Regions from separate parts of the Mus musculus genome. Here region 1 is linked to region 2. The links are chromatin contacts, called in public promoter capture Hi-C maps. All regions are on one chromosome and are shown on one strand. The core of a region is the stretch at or near the end of the contact, and the rest is flanking DNA. Distances in the headings are between cores, read along the strand shown. Region 1 holds the start of Abhd16a (abhydrolase domain containing 16A). Region 2 holds the start of C2 (complement component 2 (within H-2S)).

Region 1 (3,272 bases), core at 31-2,530, 210 kb before region 2:
AAGGGAGAATGCCAACGGTAGGCACTTGGGATACGCTGGTCCTCTGTGCAAGCTCTGCTGTACAGGGCCCAGAGCACCCCTCACCTCCTGGGGTGTTGCCTTCTCCAGGGCTGGGTTTGACTGGCAGATGCTGGGACTGACTTACCAGTGCCAGGATGCTGTCTGCATGTTTCTCCAGGGCCCGAGGCTGATAATACGTATCCTGCCAAAACAGATGGCCTGTTAAGGACCTTGCCAGCTGACAGGCCCTTCCTCCCTTCCAGAAGCCCTAACCTGTGTCACCTGGTTCTAGCCTCTGTGGCCATTTCTCCTGGGATACTCCTGTTTCTGCTGAAGCTTCAACTCCCCCCCCCTGACATTTCACCCCTCACCCTGAAAGCAATCACGGGGTGCTAGGCTTGGAAGCAAAAGTGAAAGCAGCATTTGGAAAACCGGTCCTTTTTTTCCCCTGAAACTCCATACAGATATGATTGTGTCACTATGGGGAGAGGAGTAAAATTGAAAATGAGAGACTCCATGACAATTCTAAGAGGGAAGGAATAGCATTTGATGTAAGTCGATTCCGGGAAAAATGTCGCTAAGTGTGGGCACTTCGGAAAGCCTCCTAAACATAATTTGCAACCAATAAAAACAAAAACATTTTGGAGAGCAAACTACCACCCTGAATGCAAGACCCTGGTTTTCAGGCTAGGTTTGGGGGCACAAGGCGCACAAGTAAATACATGACATGAAGTCATTTTTGAAACTGAAAAGTCAGGTTAAAGAGAAAGTCAACAGATCCTGGGAGAAATTGGGAGTAGGTGGGCAAAAGCCAGTGCGCGCAGGGGACTCCAAACTCAACTGGGACCAGCCATTCGGGGGACGCGGAGGGGGAAAAAAAAAAGCAAGCGTGGTGGTGGGTGTGAGGAAGAGTTCCTCCAAAGCCGTAAAGAGAGGCGGCGGCTGGGCCCTGCGTGACTGGGAGGGGGCCGGGAAGCGCCCGCAGGCGGACTGCGTGCGCGACCGCCACTTGACAAGCGGGCTCCCCCGTTTCCCACAGTGGGCGCGCCGGGCGAGCGCAGCGCAGCGCGGTCTGGACCATACCATGCTCTCCGCCGGGGGGAACCCGACTCACCCAGGAGCTGGACGAGGCGGCGGGGACGGCAGTGGGAGTCTCGGGGACGCTGGACGCGGCCCGGTCCGTGTCCCTCTCCCGGTAGATCTTGTAGAGCCGGGGGCCGAGGACGCAGCTCAGGAGCTTCGCCATAGCCCCGGCTCGGGCCGCTGTCCCTCGGCCTCAGGTCCCCGCCGGCCCCGCCCGTAGTCTCCTGGGCGCTGCGTGCGTGCCTGTGTGCGTGCGTGACGTCAGCACGTATCCGCTCGCCCCGTGGCAGGGTCCAGCCTGACGTTCTCGCCACGAGAGGAGTGTTCAGCGCAGTGGGCGACGGTCTACAGTTAGTTAGAGCTGTTCTGAATAGAGAAACTTAAGAAAATGAATGCCCCAGGTGGTTACTTTTTTTTTTTTAAAGATTTCTTTATTTATTATGTGAGTACACTGTTACTGTCTAGAGACACACCAGAAGAGGGCATCAGATCTCATTACAGATGGTTGTGAACCACCATGTGGTTGCTGGGATTTGAACTCATGATCTTCGGAAGCGCAGTCAATGCTCTTAACCGCTGAGCATTTCTCCAGCCCCCACATTTTTTTTTTGGTTTTTCGAGACAGGGTTTCTCTGTGTAGCCCTGGCTGTCCTGGAACTCACTCTGTAGACCAGGCTGGCCTCGAACTCAGAAATCTACCTGCCTCTGCCTCCCCAGTGCTGGGATTAAAGGCGTGCACTACCACGCCTGGCTTCACTTTTTTTTTTTTTTTAAACCCTATCCCTTAATGTCAGCATGTTCTGGAACGATCACTGGGTGAGAGTAGGAGCATTTGACAAGAACTTCAAGAAAAGAGGCTAGTGTCTGGATTTGTAGCTCAAGTATAGAAAACTTTGCTTAACATGCTGAAAGCCCTGGGTTACACACACACACACACACACACACACACACACAGATCTAGGGATGTATCCATTAGAAGAAATAGCAGGATTCTTCTGAAGAATTCTATTTAAATTTTTTTTTATTTTATGTATATGAATACACTGTAGCTGTTTTCAGACACACCAGAAGAGGGCGTCTGATCTCATTACAGATGGTTGTGAGCCACCATGTGGTTGCTGCTGGGACTTGAACTTAGGATCTCTGGAAGAGCAGTCAGTGCTCTTAACCACTGAGCCATCTCTCTAACCCAAGAATCTTTTTTTTTTTTTTTTAAGTTTTTGAAAGAAGTAATCTGCCCGATGTAGTGCCACATGCTTTTAATCCCAGCACTTGAGAGACAGAGAGAGATGGGTGTGTTGACAGATTGGCCTCTTGAGTTCCAGGCCACCCTAGTCTACGTATGTAGTGAGTTCCAGGCCACTCAGGGCTATATAGAGAAACCTTGTTCAAAGTGCTAGGATTGGTGGTAAAGGGCTCTGGCTGCTTTTCGAGATGTCCTACATACAATTCTCAGCAACCACATGGTGGCTTACGATCTGATCCCCTCTTCTGGCATGCAGATATACAAGCAGATGGAGTACTTATATATGTAGAAATAAATCTTAAAGTGCTAGGAGTAAAGGCATGCATCACTACCACACCGAATCCCTTCCCCTTTTGTAAAGTTACATTTGTGTGTGTATCCATATATGTACACAGCCTGCATGTCTGAGAGTTTTGGATTAATGCCATTGGCAGAGGAGATTTTAAGGCAGCCTCGTATTGATTCTGTCATGTGCTTGTCAGTGGTCACTCTTTTTTTTTTAATTAATTATTTATTTATTTATTACATGTAAGTACACTGTAGCTGTCTTCAGACACACCAGAGGAGGGCGCCAGATCTCATTACGGATGGTTGTGAGCCACCATGTGGTTGCTGGGATTTGAACTCAGGACCTTCGGAAGAGCAGTCAGTGCTCTTAACCGCTGAGCCATCTCTCCAGCCCGTCAGTGGTCACTCTTAATGCAGACCTACAATGAAAAGGGGCAAGCCATTAAGCAGCACCCTTCCATGGCCTCTGTAGCAGCTTCTGCCTCCAGGTTCCTGATCTGTGTGAGCTCCCATCTTGTGTTTACTGGTGATCCATGATATGAAAGTGTAAGCCCAATAAACTATTTCCTCCCCAAGTTGCTTTGGTCATGGTGTTTCATCAAAGCAATATTAACCCGAACTTAGACACTTTATTAGGACTCTTGGTTTTTGTTTG
Region 2 (3,320 bases), core at 724-3,223:
AAATCCAGAACAGAGCAGGTGTGGGCAGTTGTAACACGTATCCTTTCTCTGCTTGCCCGTGGTCACCACCCTCTCACCCATGTCATACCGGCAGCCTTCCCCCTATGTGTCAAGAGAGCCCCAATGGCCCTCGGGAATGTGGAGATCCTGGGGGGGAGGGGGTTAGAGTTGCTGCAGTGAGGGAGAGCTGTGCATGTGCAGACATACGCCCACATATGGTTATGTGCACACATAGTGTTAGGGGTCTCTAGAGGTTTAGGCGTTGCCTGAGAGGGAGAGGGATGTGTCTCCTCACAGCAGGACAAGGACAGACCTTCTAGTTCTAGGGAGGCCCAAGAACCAAACTCTCAGCTTTTTGTTTATGTCTTGGGAAGCTGGTCCAATGTCAGGAGGGTCTGTGAGGACCCTAGTGTCTGGGCTTACAGGGAAGCCTCTGGGGAAGGTGGCCTGGAGGAACCAGAAGCCTGACATTGTCCTTTCCAAGGCTCCAAGAGCTGTGTGTGTGAAAAGTGCTTCCTCAGGGTGGCAGTAAAGCAGAAGTTGGAAGGTGGAGGCAGGAGGATCAGGAAGTCAAGCCCTGCCTCCGCTCCACAGCAAGTTTGAGGCTAGCACTGGTTTCAAACTCAGTCTCAAGGAGATGGGGACTGGGTAGATGACTGGGTTCACAAAATGCTTGTTGTGCAAGTGAGATTCCTGTGTGAATACCCTAGAACCCACGTTAAAAAGGCCGGGTGCAGTATTGTAATCGCAGTGATTGCTGGGGAGCAGAGACAGGCAGGTCCCTGAAGCTCGCTGGTCAGTTAGACTGTTCACTTGGCAAAATTCTGAATCAGTGAGAGACCCCCATCTCACACAAAAGATGGAAGGGGTCTGAGAAATTACACCCATGATTAGTGAGGCACACACACACACACACACACACACACACACACACACACACACAGAGCCCAGAAATAGAAACCCATGGTATTTTTGTTGCTGATCTGACAGGTTTTCTTGGGGTGGCAGTGAGCCTAGGAGGGTGCTCCCCCTGATCTTGTTATAGTAACAAGGAAAGTAACTGCGTCCAGAGGCTTGGGAGGCACAAAGAGGCTGATATATCAGGTTAAATTCTTCATGGCTGGGCCAGGCCTGTGCATGTGGGAGGCAGAGGCTAGCCTGGGCTACAGAGAAATTCCAGGACAGCCAGAGCTACATAGTAAGACCTTGTCTTTAAAGCAACAAACAAACAAACAAACAAACAAACAAAATCCCCATAGCTGGGAGGCCAGTGTGATAAACAGTGTTTAGAATCTTCAAACTTGGGGGACAGAAGCAGGAGGATAAGGACTCAAGGCCAGTTTCAGCTACTTAGAAATTCTAAGTCCATCTAGGTTATGTGAGATCCTGTCTCAGAGGGAAAAAACATGATCAAAATATATTGTATGAAAAGAGTTCTTTTTTTTTTCAATAAATAAAAGTGTATCTCAAACTTCAAAATGCTGTTTATTCTTCTGAATACCAACCCCCAATTTTTTTACTCTTATCTTTTGCAGCTTGGACATTTAATCTGCTGGTTGTTCCAATAATTTTTTTTTTTCCTCTAAGAATTCTTTCCAACTTTCCAAATAACTGTTGGCTTTCTTTTTATCTTATTTTCAGGGAAGGACCCAGGAAAGAATGTGAATCTTCCTATACGCCAAGAAGTTCTAGGAACATCAGTTTCAAGTCCTCAGAAGCTATTCTGGGGAAGACCCAGTGGACCCCAATGCATGTGGCAAACTCCAAAAAAAGACGTGAAACAAAATAAATAAAACGTTTTGCAGGGCTTGTGTGCTTAATGCAAGCCACACAAGGCCAAATATGCTTGCTTCAGTGTGTGTGTGTGTGTGTGTGTGTTGGGGCAAAGGTCCTGCCCCAAAGCTGAGTTCAGAATCCCTGGCGGGTTTCTCTCTCTTTTTCCCCTGGTACCATCCCCTTGCCACTCCCCGCCACTCCCCTCTAGCGAGCGAGCGAGCGAGCGCTGTCTTTTCCGATCTCGGGGAAGTCAGATGACTTTTCCTCTCCCCTAGCTCTCCGTTCTACTGTCCTGGAGACCATGGCCCCTCTGCTGGCTCTCTTCTACCTGCTGCAGCTGGGCCCAGGTAGGAGGCTGGGAAAGGGGTTATTGGGGCCCTGTAGGTGTAGCAGGTGCTGCCAGGTCCAGTTCACAAGTCAAAGGGACAGATAGCCTCTTCTTGCCTCTCTCTCATCTGGCCTGGTTTTTCCTTTCTCCCGGTTCTTTCCCACACCCGCAGGCCTGGCTGCTCTCTTCTGCAACCAGAATGTCAATATCACCGGTGGTAATTTCACCCTCAGCCATGGCTGGGCCCCTGGGAGCCTCCTCATCTACTCCTGCCCCCTGGGCAGGTACCCGTCCCCAGCCTGGAGGAAATGTCAGAGCAACGGACAGTGGCTGACACCAAGGTCTAGCTCACATCACACCCTGCGATCCTCTCGGATGGTTAAAGCAGTCTGCAAACGTGAGTCCCTTTGGACTTTGGGCTTTGGAGAGTGCCCACCAGTGTCAGCCAGAGCTTATTAGCAGTGGGTTCTCCAGGAAGAGAGAGAGAGAGAGAGAGAGAGAGAGAGAGAGAGAGAGAGAGAAAGAGAGAGACAGACAGACACACACACACACACACACACACACACACACACAGAGTCAAAATACTGCAGAAAGCCTGGTGTGGTGGTGACTCACCTTAAATTCCAGCACTTGGGAGGCAAAGGGAGGGAGGAGAGGGAGGGAGGCAACCTGGTCTACATAGTGAGTTCTAGACCACCCAGGGCCAGAGACCTATCTCCAAAAACACACAACCCACACCAACAAAGGCCCTCAGAAAACCACAAACCCAGACCAACCATCAAACAAACAAACAAACCAGGAAAGTCCGCTCTCAACTTAAGAAGACATTGTTTTTTTTTTTTTTTTTTGTTTGTTTTTTGTTGTTGTTTTTTTTTAGCTAAAATTAACTGTAGGATTATTTGACCATTCTAAATGGATGCTAAGTGCCTCAGAGCACCCTAAAACCACAAATGTTGTTGGTGAGATACTGGGGTGACCAGAGCCCTTAACAGCTATTTATTAATCAAGGAAGTTGAACTGTTTTAAGTTGACAGTATTCGACCAACTGCTTAAAACTGTAATCTTTTTAAAAAAAGATTTATTTGTTTGTTTGTTTGTTTATTTATTTATGTATTTATGTATTTATTTATTTATTTATTTATATGAGTAGACATTGTAGCTGTCCTCAGACATACCAGAAGAGTGCATTGGATCCCCATTACAGGTGGTTGTGAGC

What was found. Promoter capture Hi-C pulls out the DNA fragments that hold promoters and counts their contacts.
Region 1: a contact with region 2 is called in a promoter capture Hi-C map of liver, with 2.4 times the contacts expected there. The contact joins the promoter of Abhd16a here to the promoter of C2 in region 2. A contact is called at or near these places in 7 of 39 promoter capture datasets (the C10 cell line, the HPC-7 cell line, cranial neural crest and 4 more), 3 of 484 Hi-C or Micro-C datasets (embryonic stem cells and liver), 1 of 115 datasets of contacts at active chromatin or transcription factors (craniofacial prominence) and 3 of 9 other capture datasets (adipose tissue, liver and pancreatic islet).

What each region holds. Positions count from the first base shown.
Region 1 is chr17:35,087,299-35,090,570 of GRCm38.p6, reverse strand. It overlaps Abhd16a (abhydrolase domain containing 16A), which reads right to left and starts at 1,280. Exons shown (of 20, transcript NM_178592.3): 1 at 1,115-1,280; 2 at 146-202. The coding sequence starts at 1,246.
Region 2 is chr17:34,880,753-34,884,072 of GRCm38.p6, reverse strand. C2 (complement component 2 (within H-2S)) reads left to right here and starts at 1,973. Exons shown (of 18, transcript NM_013484.2): 1 at 1,973-2,123; 2 at 2,277-2,501. The coding sequence starts at 2,078.